2 separate regions of the Zea mays genome follow, and region 1 is linked to region 2. Evidence: chromatin contacts called from public Hi-C data. All regions are on one chromosome and are shown on one strand. Each heading gives the region's core, a stretch centred on a gene start, on an enhancer-like site or on the middle of the called end of the contact. The rest is flanking DNA. Distances are from core to core; before and after follow the strand shown.

Region 1 (7,317 bases), core at 2,452-4,951, 750 kb before region 2:
AGGGACTGCATCATTGTCCAAAACATCAAGTATTTGTGACTGGAGGAAGTCTAACGCGATGGCAATATGATCAGGAACTCTGCTGCCATATTGACATGATCTTTAGCAATCAAATTCATTTGATTGTGTCCAACCATGTACAAGTTGACAAGAAATGAAACCCAACACAAGATTCCTATATCAATCAACTACATTATACAGTGTGTAGCATACAAAGTTATAGTGACATGATGTTCGCCATGAAATTTGAAAAATACCAAGCATGGTAAAAATGCCCCCACAACAAGGATGCAGAAAATGCAGACATGGACATAAAGGTTACTACTGCAAAGGAACATGTATAGCATCACAAAGAAAAAAGGATTGAATGCCAATGAGAAAGAACTTACAGAAGCATAGATCACTGTGTAGGTGGATAGTGCAAACCATGTGCGTGGCTGCATGCAACAATTTTTCACGATGAAGCAGCCTGATAGACAAGTCAATCAAGAATAAGGATATAATGGTATGACTTTTACATATTGCAATTCGATGATATAGACAGACTTGATGGTTTCTTTCTTCACTTCTTTTGTACCCATGAAGGGTATATGATTACAACAAAATGGTAACAATCAGTAGTTCCATAAACAGATTATACCTAGAACTGCTGAAATATGACTGACTAAAAGACTAACATCAAAATCTATATCAATTAAATCATAATAGTAGTACTCCGTACTATCCAATAATTAATAAAATACAAAAGCGCCACGCCGACCTAGTACCGGAGGCTCCCACATAAGTGGGGTCTGGAGAAGGGATAAATCGAGACAAACCTTAGCCCGCTAATATGGCAAAAAAGAAAAATAGAAAAAGGAAGAAGAGGAATTATATTGTCCTGTTTGGATGCCTAGCTTAAGTCTAGTCTGGCTTCTATTTTGGCTTGGCCTAAAATAGAGTTTGGTGGTGGAACGAGGAGTCCAAAGGACCATTAAGAAGACAATGCTGCAAACATTCGTACCATGATAGGATTGTGGACAACATAGAAAAGTGCAAGATAACAGCGAAGACTACAAAATGAGATATAAGAGTGGTAAAGGGTAGGGCATATGATGATCTTTACCAACGTTTGAGTACGAAGATAGAAGAGAATGACATATATGGCTAGATTCTGTGAGAGGAAGACAAGGGACTTTAACCAAGTTAAATGCATTAAGAATGAAACGGAGCACCTAATTAAGGATGAAACATAGCACCTCATGGTGAAAGAAGATATCAAACATAGATGGCGAGAGTGTTTGATAAATTATTCACTGAGAATGGGAACATAACCTTTCAGTTCGATGACTCTTTTGATGACACCAATAGACGCTTTGTGCGTATGATCCAAGAATATGATGTTAGAGAGGCATTGAAAAAGATGAAAGAGGGTATGGGATGAGCTATAATGGCATCCCAATTGAGGTATGGAGATGCCTCTGAAACATAGCTATCGTATGGCTAACCAAGTTTTGTTCAACCATACTTTCTAGTCAAACAAGATGTCTGATGAGTGTAGAAGTATATTGTACTGATCTACAAAAATAGGAGATATTCAAAGTTGCACAAATTATAGAGGAATTAAGTTGATGAGTCATACTACGAAGCTATGGGGGAGAGTTATCGAGCATCGTCTGAGTGATGACTTCGCGGCTAGAATAGGACTGCATCAAGGATCAACTTTGAGCCATTATTTTTTTGCCTTGATGATGGACAAGGTCACAAGGAACATACAAGGAGATATGCATTGGTGTATGCTTTTTTATGGACGATGTAGTGCTAGTCATTGTTCTTAAGACGTCGCCTAGGCGACGCCTAAGCGTCCAGGCGGTGGTCCAACGCCTTGTCTCGCCTTACCGCTTTAAAAACCATGGTGCTAGTTGATGGAAGTCGAGAAAGAGTAAATAAGAAACTAAAGTTGTGGTAGGAGACTCTAGAATCCAAAGGTTTTAGACTCAGTAGAACTAAAACTGAATATATGAGATGTTATTTCGGCACTACTACTGTACTACACATTAGGAAGGAGATATTAGTTTGAAAGATCAAATAGTGCCCGGGAAGGACACTTTTAGATATTTAGGATCAATATTACAGAAAGACGAGGATATTAATGAAGATGTTAGCCACATAATCGAAGCAGAATGGATGAAGTGGCGTTAAGGATCTAGCATTTTATATGACAAGAGGGTACCACAGAAGCTAAAAGGCAAGTTTTATAGGTAGACGATTAGGTATACTATAGGGGTGTTTGGTTTGTAAGGACTAATTTTTAATCCGTTCATTTTATTCCATTTTAGTTCCTAAATTGCCAAATATGGAAACTACAATGGAGTTTTAGTTTCCGTATTTAGCAATTTAAAGACAAATGAAATAAAATAAGGAACTAAAAATTAGTCCCTACAAACCAAACGCCCCCTATGTTGTATGGTGCATAATTTTAGCCTACCAAAAGATGACATGTTCAGCAGACAAGTATTGCGAAAATACGTACGTTGCATTGGATTTGTAGCCATATAGAAGGGATAGACTCCAAAATGATGATATATGTGATAGGTTAGGGTAGCACCAATTGAAGAAAAGCTTATCCAACATCCATTGAGATGGTTTGTACATGTCCATAGTCACCAATGCGTAGTGGGATCCTAAGGTGTGATAACAATGGAAAGAGAAAGACAAAAACTTGAAAGGGTGAACTAAAGATTTAAGCTTGAATATGAGTGCATGAAAAATAGTTATCTATGTGTCCAAACCTTAAATGGTGGGTTATATTGGGCTTTTTGACTCTACCCTACCCTAGCTTGCTTGGGAATAAAAGCTTTGTTATTGTTGTTGCTGAGATAGACAGGCTAGCTGCAGGCAAGAGCTAGGTGTTTGGTTGCATGACTTAGGCTAACCTGTTCTGCGAAGCACAGGTTTGGTTGCCCACTGAGTTTAATTGCCTCCTCTCTCCAATGGTGATGTTACCCTGAGAATTAAGTCATTTTCCGAGGACTAAGGTCCAAGAAGAGTGAAGAGAGGCTGCAGAGGAGAAAAGTGTGTGGAGTTCCTGGAAAATATGACAGCGTGCTAGATTCCTTAACAGAGGGTTATTTGGGTGAACTGAGACCCGTCAGTTGTATATTTCTAAAAACCTGGGTTCTTTAGGTGTCAAAGAACAAATTCCCTCGCTGGAGTTCAGACATTTAGGTGTCAGAGAACCAATTCTCTCGCTGAATTTCATAGACAGACTGAACAAATCAGGATTTTCAGTAGCCAGAAGTAAAGGAACATGAAGGAAAAAACACATGTACAACCCGATAATCTTTGCAACAAGTTCGATTTTTTGACGTTAGTGGGCATCAAATAGCCAAATAGCCTTAAGTTAGGGTTTGGGTACTCGGTTAGCCGGAAGGGAAGGAAGGGTCGGGAATACCTGGTGAGTGCTCGTCACCAGCGAAGAGACCGGCGAAGGCCTCGGCACCCGGCGTAGGGCGGCGGCGGCTGCAGTAGCCCACCCAGTCGTCGCAGAGAGAGAGCGCGCAGGCGGGGTGAAGGTGAACGGATGCTGCGGACGGCGGTAGACTAGTCCGTGGTTGCTTGGTCAGGGGTAGCGCACCCGCAGGGGCCTCCAGTGTTCTGTCAGGGCAAACGCACCCGCAGGAACCTCCGGTGGCGGAGGTCTGCAACACAGAGTGCGAGGAGGGAAGGAGGTTGGAGCCTTGGAGGAGTGGGTTTCCTTCTTTTAGACGAAGATCGCGGCAAAATTTGCCACCGCCCCATTTGAAATTTTCAATTTTGCCATAACTTTTGCCCCTAGAGTTGCTAACATTTGCTAAATTGCCATCCAGTTTGCCTTTGATTGAATCGTCTATTTACGTGAGTGCCATTAGATTCATGGTTTTGTGCCTTTGGAAAGATAGAAAAGGTACTCCGTTTGTCCCAGAATAAAATTTGTTTTAGTTTTTTAATGGATTCATACAATACTAATTTATATGTTCAATATATATTCTATATTCATTATCATCTAATTAAATATAGACATAAATTAAGAACTAAAACGAATACTATTTAGGACGGAGGGAGTATATCTATAGTGTTTGGTATATCTCTTTTCCGCTCCAAAGTAGTTCTGCTGTAAAACTCTGAAGTTGTGGCCACCGGACCATGCATATGGTTGTGTAAAATATTGTTTTATACTGTTTTATACTATATGCTACAGTGATTTTACAATGGAGTTTGAAATAAGACGTGTGATAGGTAAGGTTGTTGGAGATAGCAAAAGGAACAACAAATGAGTTACTCTAAAAAAGTTATACTATACCTTCTAAAATTCTATAGAGTTTACAACTTTAGACTTAGGATATTTCGCTCGCTCTGACTAGCTTTTTTAAAAATTTTGTTATAGAATCATGATAAACACTCCTTACTCACTCAAGGATATGGCAAATCCTATTATTTCGTTGTTTCTAAAAGATGTGTAAATTAGAAAACGTATTTGATAACAATTGTATTAAGTGCAATTTTATATATTTAAATTTATATCTATCTGATCTGAATAATATTATTGCTCACCATTTGTGAAGTGAAATATTTTCTAGGTAAAAGTACACCTTATATAGTTATACTGATGACTAATGTGAGTATTTTGCAAAGGTGTCAACTTGTCGACTTTCACCTCATGTCTCTTACCAATCAGTAAAAACTACCATTAAATCGAGTTTTTATTTCCATAAAAAAATCTTACAAATTATAGATATACTTTGTTATATAGTCTAGCAATATATCAAATTTTATGTTCTAATTATTCTATATCAAAAATATAAAAATGAAAATTATATTATTTTTAAACTTTTATATTAGATAGAATTTTCTCTACTTTATATCATTTAACATAGGACGAACTAGAAATAAAAATTTAACATATTAATAGAGTAAATAATAAAATATATTTGTACATTTTATATAACTTTTTTTAGTTTTATTGTATTAATTATATGAAAACCCCAATTGTACCATAATGCTTGTCCTTCCTATCTTTCTGCGACGACCTTATGATTGAGGGGAGGTGGGTTGACCCTCAACCTTCTCTAGTAGTACGACAGTTCTAGAAGTTTTGTAATGTTTGTGAGAGGAAGAATGGGATTAGAGATGGTAATGGGTCACGTGGAGTAAGAACTCGTCTACGATCATACTCTTGAAGTCTATCTAAATTTGTTCGTGATCATATCTGCGGGTGCAATTCTAAACCCGCACCCGAACTTGTCGGGTTTCGGGTCACCCGCGTATATTTTACTCAGTGCACAATTTTAAACAATAATTCAGATATAAGCAATTAAGTACCAGTTATAATTCAATGATATCTAAAAAATTTAACTTTTTAAGACTTCTCACGTTGAGCAGCAACAAAAATATTTCATGGATCTTTAGCTAAGTTACTTATTCAAAGTAATTACTATTGTATCTTAATTATTTTTGTGTAAAATAAAAATAAACCTAATTTCGAATCGGGCGTAGGTCACCCATTGGTTGGAATAGAAACCCACTCCCCGTGAAACTTCGAGTCGGTGCGGGTGCATCCATGGTTCAAAATCTTCACCCATATTCACACCCGTCTGGGTGGATACCTGTGGGGATAGATATCCTCCGAGTCCTCATGAACACAGAAACACAACGTGGGCCATCTAATGGGCCTCCCGATGGTGTGGCTAGCGAGACAGGCCATCGGGCCACTATCAGGCCTGGCGAGCTTGATCCAAGAAGATGAAGACCGGACATCCGAGTTATGTGCAGACCGAAGCGTTGATATCTCGAGCGAAGAGGTTGCGTACACATGAAGGGCTAAACACTCGGTGTTAACTTGGCTAAGGAAGCGATTGAATTCCGGATAAGTAGGAATACATGCCACGATAAAGGAGGAATTAGGTAGAATGAATAGTGATCACAACTTGTAAATGGATAACCCTCTAGTCACCTATATAAGGCCGAGGGGTACCCCTACGAAAACATCTCATGACATCTCTCATCTACCACATCCTAGCACCACTCCAAAGCTCATTAGCCCTCTCGAAGCAACCACAAGCTACTAGATCAACAGGAGAATTCATCTTCCACCACCCTCATCTCATTTGTAATACGTATACTCCAGTGTAATTCCAACATACAACCTTAATAGGAAGTAGGGTGTTACACATTCTTGCGGCCTGAGCCTGTATAAACCCTTGTGCAATCCGACGTGCTCCTGCACGTACCATCGAGTCGCAGTCAACAACGTCGTCCTACTCAAAAGCATCACATGGAGAATCCCATGGTGCGTGGTCGGGTCATAAACACTGACAAGTGGCGCGCTAGGTAGGGGGTGCGACGTTGATACACGACAACTCCATGGCTATCATCTTCAACATCACGGTCACCTTCAATGCTGGGGAGATCTTCCGCTTTGGATCCCTCTCCTGCATTGTAGATCAAGAAGGCATCCTGCACCGCATTGTTGACCCATCCAAGAAAAGATCTCTGATGGCACCAAATGTGGGGGCAGGCTCGTCTCACCTGTAACACCCTGAATTTGGGGTATAAAATTTCTTTCTAATTATCACCCAAATTCAAGTGTTACTCTTCTCTCTCTCTAGTTTCTATCTATCTCTAGATTCCCTCTCTCTCTTTCCTTTTGAGTAGAAATAGCTTAATTAAGGAGGGATTAATTATTTATTTTTGCCAAAACACTATGAGTCATGAAATGTTGCATCATGCTGAGTTTAAATATTCTTTGAATTGTTGCACATGTTTGAATTTGAAACTTGAATTGAATTTGAATTGAAAACCCTAGAGAAAAAGAAATGGAAAAGCAATTAGAAATTCCAGGGAAAAAGAAAAATGCAAAGCAGCCCAGCCGGCCTAGCCAGGCCGCGCGCCCACGCGCCTGCGCCGCCTGACAGGTGGGATCCACCTGTCAGCGGCAACTCCCTCCCCTGTACTCTCCTCTCTCTCTCTCTCTCTCGCTCGCTGCCCAGTGGGGCCAAGCTGTCGGCGCTGGTTTCTTCGCATGTGCGCCCCTCTTCTCTCTCCGCTTTGCTGTCCCATTTTGCCAGTCGCCGAGCTGTTGCCCCGCGCGCTCGCTCTCTCTCTCTCATTGCGTTGTAGACGTCCCCTGTCAGCTTCGCCCTCCCCGCGCCCGCCGTGGACCAGCGCGCGCGCACGTCGCCGGAATCTTCGGCCACGACGTCCGCCCACGCGGCCCAGCTCCCTTTTTGAGCCCCGCCCGCGCCCACACTCACTCCCCCGCCTCATTTCACGCAGCCCCGCTCGCGCTCTGCCCACGTC
Region 2 (7,571 bases), core at 3,748-6,247:
CTACTGCTACTACTCCCGCGCGAACTGCAACCTGGTGGTATACAATTAAAAGCCCAACAAAACTATCTGTCTGATTCAACAAAACTATCTACATGACTATGTTTTGCATGTTTTTGATTCTGTAGGTGAGCAATTACCTATGGTGTTTTGATTGGACATAGTGAGTGTTTTCAGTCTTTCACATGTTTTCTTAGGTTTATCTTTTAAATTTTTTTGTTGGTGGGCTATGTCAGAGGATGACGCTATGGTTTTGTCGCCCCAGTCTTAGATTCGTACTTCCATATCTATGCCGATTGATATGTTAAATTTGACTCCACCATGTCAATTTTTAGCCTAGGCTTGTTTCTAGACTATTCTTTTTCTCATTTACCTATGACTGGCTATAGACATATGTTTTAGTTGCATTGCAAATGATGATAAAATCAAGGCTTGTTTTTCTACATTTGCAGGTGCTTTTTTCCTTATGTCTTTTTTCTGCTTTGACATCTTTGTTTGTGTTGTTTTCTTGTTGGTTATGTTGCTTCTCTTGGCAACACATGATGTTCAGGGGATAAGAAGGTTGCCGCCTCTTCCGAGGAGCTCCGCAAGGAAACTGATGGGGCAAAGACTCGCTCTGTGTCACCAAGAAGCCACAGGCTGGATCCAGGTGAGCCCCGCCGCTTACTACCTCCCCTTCCTTATCCCTATTTTATTTTTATGGCTGCATTTGTGTGTCATTTCTTCGCATATTAAAAAAACATAGCAATGCCTTCTTCACCTGTAGATTGATTTCCTTGCTTCACAATCCCACAACTTCAGAGGAACCAAAGGTTAAGAAGCTTTTTGTCAACCACATCGAGATAGCACCATTCTGAAGTTGTTGAAGATGTTTTACAATATCTTTTGGTGATGTGGCTTCCCTTTTCATCTGTATTTCTTATTTGTTTTTTGTTATATAAGCTAGATTAATATCCAGATTTAGTGTTTGGCATGGCATAATTGTTTCTTAGTCCGTGGTTAAATTTAATTGATGTTTCATTTCTCCTATCTGTTCAGTGATACTACTGCATCATTGGACTTCGTTAACATTTCCTCTCTTTGGATTATATATAAAACACAAGTAATCTTTATCACAACATCTCCAATGATTTTTGGAGTTTAAATAGTGGAAATGAACATATTCTTCGAAATAAAAAAATTTGTTGCCATTTGTACCTAGGGTATTCATCGTCGCTTTAACCAAAAAACAGAAGCCTGCTTGTGTTATGCACTTAAACAGGATTACCCAATGGATGTGCATTACTTGGTCTTAATATCATATGCATATAAACTACTTCATTTGTTTCTACAACTTAATGACTCAAATGTCAAGGAGATAAAGAGCATGACAAAGAAGTATGTCGTTGTGGTAGTTGTGCGTCACCCTTGTCTGATAGTTTGGTCGACATATCTTTGTTTTTCAGAAACTGCTTCCAACTCTCTAGCTCTCTGCGGGTGCATGTGCTATTGTGTTGTTAAAGATGGGTTGTTGCTTTATGTTCGGAAAGAGGGCTAAACAAGCTGATGAAGGTGATGAATTTGGGACACTATGGAACAAATTGATTGATGCTTACTATATAGAACATAGTTTTCTGCAGTATACTTATGCATGTGACTACAACACTGATTGTTGTCTACTGTGCAAAATATTGTATACAAGAAATATAGTTCTATGATTGGTGACTTAGAAGCTTGGCTTATATTTTGATTCTATAGCCGCTAATTTTGAACCAACACTTACAAATTCATCTATATTCCTATCCTTTAATATTTTCCATGTAGACTTAGCTGAATTGGTTATGATATATTCCATTCTGGTCAAGATACCAAGGAAATCAATACCCAAGAATCTCCTTTGAAGGGTAATACCGTAATATGTCTGCAACATCTTGACAGGTTAGAATCAAAATAAGTAGTATGCTATTGTTTTTGTTGATTTTGTTACTCAAGTTTATAGATTATATTGTGTAGTTAGATGATACATTACCTTAGTAAAGTATGCTAGAACTATCTAATAATCGGTACTGGTGCATCGTTACCTTTCCCTCTTGTGAGGTTCTTAGCTAGAAATTTTTAATTGAAGTTTTTTCTTTAGTTCACATAAGCACATTGTACTGCTCACGTACATTGCATGTGCATTGATGTACAACAAATGTGTAATGTGTTAGTATTCTAGACGTGCTCTTGACTCATGTGTAAATGTAAACTTTTTGGTGTTCTACAGAACTCTGGTTTGTTATAGAGGCTTTAAACTAATTAGGATGTACTAGCTAGGTCCCCCCATTAAGCACAACATGCTCCTCTGCGCACTTCCTGCAAAAGGAGCTCCACATCGGAATCGGTTCGCGCTCGAGCTCGACTGTCTCAGTGTCTGACTGTCAAGAGTATTTAGCTAATTTTTACTCAGTCCTTTGTTAGTTCTACACATGCAATTCTGTGTGTTTTGCGTTCAATGTTTGTAGCCCTTCTGTTCTTCATCCACCCATCTAGGTGTCATTTGGATAGGCAGTGCAAGTGGGATTAGGATATGTGATGATGAGACAGTAACAATTATCATGAATAATCAATAGAATTGGAGTTAGTATGAGTTTCAGAAGTTGGATTGTGGGTTAGTCTCTCAACAACATAGTTTCGAATGGTCTACTTTAACGTGTCTTTGTCCAAAATTTTATTGCTACTTGAATTATCAACCTACTAAGAAATAAAGAATGTTCTATTTTTTTACTCCTTTGATCTATTTGCTAAAATTCCTGCGGTGATCTCTGTTCCAGGCCAATCAAGAGGCTAAGTGGAGCTATGCAATAGTCATGAGTGGATACATATCTAAATCTCAACATTATTTATTTTCTTGTTTTTTTGCCAATATGAAACCATCTCATGCTTGGGTTCATGCATGGTTCTATCTATAACTTTTATTCAATATCTTATGTTACTTTTTTTGCACAACCCAATTAAAACCATTCTTCCAATTGCTAAGATGGATACACGATGATTACACACTTACATTTTTTGGTACAGAATTGTTCAATGAACAAGAAGAAAGAACTTAGCTGAAAGAACCAAAGTAGACAAATCAACTATTTTGACCCAAATTTCCTTTGAGCATTTATTGTTACTATTGAGCATTCCCTCAGCCATTTTATTATGCACAGTTGAACCTTTCGCAATGGACAAATTCATTAAACAATGTTAAAGTTTCCTCTAGCTTATGTAGTTCTCTCTTTCACCATTTTTGTTTCAGTTGGATAAATTCAATAAACAATGCTAAAGTTTCCTCTAGCTTCATAAATTTAGTTCAACGAAATTAGTTTGTGTGAAGAAGTAAATTCTGTTCTACCAAATCAGTTAGTGTGAAGAAGGTATATTTGCTTGCATGTGCATTGTATGGAACAAGGTTTTAGTAGACTTCATTTCCCTAGGAGTAAGGATGATGTAGGTGTGTTTGCTTACCATTACCAAAATGGTGGTAGAACAAATATTTCATTTAAATAAGGTCTACCTATTCGATATATATAAACCATAGCAACGCACGGGCATCTAACTAATATGTTCTTAATAGAGTAGTATATATATATATATATATATATATATATATATATATATATATATATATATATATAAACACAAATAGCGAATAACTTTTCCAATAATGGTTGATGGATATAACGAGTATTAAAGAATTCCTTTGGTATCTATTGATGACCAGAGATCAGACTAAAGGATGCTAGAACGTAGCTTGTATGTGGCCAAGTAAGTTTTTGTCTATATAAGTGAGAGGCACCATCTAATAATAATGGCATCAATTATTAACACTAGGCTATAAAATTGAGACTCAAATTCAAGGTCTTTAATCTCAGTTAATAATATCGATGAAAAATCTAGCACTGTAGCTGGTTTGAATTTATAATTCGTACTAATGACTCGAATTCTGATGGATGCGAGATGCCCAGATCCGATAAGTGACACGTCGTATTCGTGGTTCCTGCGCTCGCTGGTCCACAAACTTGGACAACGTGCAGGTTGTTGTCATCTTCAATATGAAGTTATGAACACAGAATCTACGGCAAGTCAAGTAAAAAAATCCGCTCCTAGGATACTGTTCAGTCGTACAGTTATCAGAAAGGATCGAGGAAATTTAAATGTTTTTATTTCATTTTGATTAGTAAGAGATTCAATCATCAATAGTATTTGTTTGGTCAGGAATGGACTATTGATGAAGATCGGAGGAGAATTGTGAATTAAATCTTCTCTTGCTAGTCATTATTTTGACAGAAACTGATTTAATCCGTCTCAGAACTAGTTTGGAAGTAAGGCACGTAGGAAAAACCTCTTATAAATAACTAAATTTCATACTGAAATTACAGTCTAGAATTGTTTTGCCTGGAAGATGGCAAGGATCCTAAGAGGATTTAACAGGTCGTTTGGTTTCACAGATAGCCTGATTCGGCATGACTTGATCCGGTAGAGGTCCGTCTAGTGATTTCATACGGAATGTATTGATCCTGCATATTGGCTTACAAACAAAACATGGTGATGATGGATGACATTCTTATATAATGCAAACCAAATATCAATGAAGGATCAGATACAGGTTCGGATGGCTCCAGTAACAACCAAACCTGCAATCCAAACACGCTGTAAGTCTCTAAACTAGCACGAATCTTCTCTGATCTTATACAAACAAACAAGGTTCTAATCTTTTTTTAATTCACTTGTAACCGAACAAGCTGTAAACGGCCACACAACATCTCCTCTGACCAAATCCTGTATCTATATTAACGACCTGCGGCCTATGTAACCCCATTTTTTAAGTGATTTTTATTTTTTCCCAAGAGAAATTGGTTTTGGAAAAATAGAAATTACTTAAAAAAAATTAGTTCTCAAACTAGCCCGTAGTGTGTAGAGCAAATGGTTCCCACCTCCTTGGCTGTCTACAAATATATGGCTGCAGCTGAGGTCCGACACCACACAAACAGCACATCTGTTTAGCCAAGCTGTGGCCAACCTCTGCGAGGAATGGAGATGGAGTCGACTCCTCTCTTGACACCATACAAGATGGGCGATTTCAACCTGGCACACAGGTTAGTGGTTATTATATTATTGCATAAATAAATAAATAAATAAACAAATAAAGATGTATGCCTACAACATGCTCTAAAATGGAATCCACTTAGATCCTCCCCATAGTGCATCGACAACGCACATAGGTTCATTCCTTGGGTATCCTTCGTGTGCGAGGATACGTACATGTACATGCAGGGTTGTGCTGGCGCCGCTGACGAGGTGCCGGGCGTTCGGGAACGTGCCGCAGCCGGAGCACATGGCTCTCTACTACCGCCAGCGGGCGACGCCCGGCGGCTTCCTCATCGCCGAGGCCTGCGCCGTGTCGGAGAGCGCGCGCGGGTACCCGGACGTTCCGGGGCTGTGGACCCACCAACAGGTCGAGGCCTGGAAGCCGATCGTCGACGCCGTCCACGCCAGCGGTGCCGTCTTCTTCGCCCAGCTCTGGCACACCGGCCGGGCCTCCCCCTCAGGTTCTCTGCCATTGGCTTTGTGGTTTTCTCATTCTTGTTGAAATCGGTTTTCTTTTTCTTTCTTTTTTTTTTGTTGTTGCATTTTCGCTTGTTCCCCGTGTTGCTAGTTGCATCTCAACACAACCTCAGAGATTTTTTTTTTCTTCTGTTCGCTTGGCTGGCAGCGCATCGTCCGGTCATCTTGTGGCCCCAGTGCCAGTGGCCACTGCTGGCTACAGCGTATGTTTCTGTGGCTGCACAGAAAGCAGGCAATGATATAGCAGTATGGTAATCTGATTGATGGCTGGCTTCATTTTCGACAGAATTCCAACCAAATGGGCAGGCACCGATCTCTAGCACGGACAAGCAAATCCCAGCACAGGTGAACCATTCCGGTGACGTCAACACGTTCGCGGTGCCTCGGAGACTAGAGACAGAGGAGATACCACACGTCGTCAATGACTTCCGGGTTGCCGCCAGAAACGCCATCAAAGCAGGTAAATAACCATCAAAGACCAGAAACGATGCATCTCTGCTAGCAGAGGCACATACCGTGATAACAGTATTCAAGATCAAATAGAGAGCATGTTATTTCTAGAGCCAAGCATCTGAATTAACCGGAAATATAGGTAGAGCCAAAACTTGAATGATGTATGCATGACTTCACCTATCGAAGCTAGATTGACGTGTGAGTGATATATTCCACCTACGAAAGCTAGAATAGTACTGGGCGCGTGTGATTACACCTACTAAAGCTACAATAATTGACGCACTTGCTTCCACCTATCATATCTATAGCGATAGATACGTTACTGAATATATGTATAAGAGACAATCATTATCTATAGAAACACTAATGAAAATTTCAGTGTAATAGCCATTAGACGATTAGAAAGATTTACATGATATCACTTAAAGCCATATTACAAAGTAACTAGTGCATGCATTTTGCAGGGTGTACTACAAAATTACTAACACTTGATCTACTCCTGTGACTATAAGGCTTTGATGGAGTGGAGATCCACGCGGCAAACGGGTACCTGTTCGATCAGTTCATGAAGGACAGCACCAATGACCGAGACGACTCCTACGGGGGCAGCTTGGAGAACCGGTGCCGTTTCACAGCCGAGGTGATGGCAGCCGTCGCGGACGAGGTCGGTGCCAACCGCCTCGGTGTGCGCCTCTCTCCGTTCGCGGATTATATGGACTGCCACGACTCCAACCCAGAGGCGCTCGCGCTTCATGTCATCGACGAGACGCTGAACCCGCTCGGCGTGCTTTACTGCCACATGGTAGAGCCAAGGATGCGGGTGAACCCAGACGACGGTATTATGACTCTCGAGCACATGCTGCTACCGTTCAGGAGGGCGTTTCGCGGGACGTTCATTGCTAATGGAGGCTACGACCGTGAGGAAGGCAATGACGCCATTGCCCGTGGCCGTGGCTATGCAGATCTCATCGCATACGGCCGGATATTCCTTGCCAACCCGGACCTTCCGATGCGTTTTGCCAAGAATGCCCCGCTGAACAAGTATGATAGGAGCACCTTCTATACCTCTGATCCGGTGGTTGGGTACACAGATTATCCATTTCTCGATCAACTCTAGGATGATTGGCTTATAAACAATTTCCCCACCTGGAGTACTATCTTGACCTTAAAATAAAATGAGTGTCACTATAATATTAATGTCGATCAAAGTTTTCTAAGTTTAACTAAATCTACAAAAATTATTATTAAGCATTTGTCAAAGTATCTATACACTTAGTGATTTTGTTCATTAATAATGATACAAGATTATTAATGGGGTGTGTGGGACTGCTCCACTCCAAGAAATCTAGATTCAATCCAACTTTTTTCAACCAAACACCTCCATCACCACCAACTCTAGCTCCACAAAATATGTGGATCTAGCCATAAGCTCTAGATTTTTTTTGTTGAGCTCCAAGGAGGTGCTCTAGAAATCTTTATTTTATAACTCGTCATGAAGTTGTGGGTTAATAACCCGCTACCACCATTTACATAACTCTCTCTTGTAACCT

The links. Hi-C and Micro-C count contacts between places; a contact is called where the count stands out from the background.
Region 1: a contact with region 2 is called in a Hi-C map of bundle sheath, with 3 times the contacts expected there. The contact joins the promoter of LOC103650196 here to the promoter of opr6 in region 2. A contact is called at or near these places in 4 of 25 Hi-C or Micro-C datasets (bundle sheath, ear, leaf and 1 more).

What each region holds. Positions count from the first base shown.
Region 1 is chr3:71,338,832-71,346,148 of Zm-B73-REFERENCE-NAM-5.0, reverse strand. It overlaps LOC103650196, which reads right to left and starts at 3,701. Exons shown (of 3, transcript NM_001347051.1): 1 at 3,434-3,701; 2 at 390-469.
Region 2 is chr3:70,588,626-70,596,196 of Zm-B73-REFERENCE-NAM-5.0, reverse strand. It overlaps opr6 (12-oxophytodienoate reductase6), which reads left to right and starts at 4,997. Exons shown (of 4, transcript NM_001112362.1): 1 at 4,997-5,099; 2 at 5,278-5,552; 3 at 5,855-6,028; 4 at 6,534-7,212. The coding sequence starts at 5,035. The coding sequence ends at 7,138. LOC109944823 (a long non-coding RNA gene) reads right to left here and starts at 5,030. Exons shown (of 2, transcript XR_002268016.1): 1 at 4,938-5,030; 2 at 4,542-4,637. It overlaps LOC111591238 (small nucleolar RNA U31b), which reads left to right and starts at 233; the gene lies at 233-314.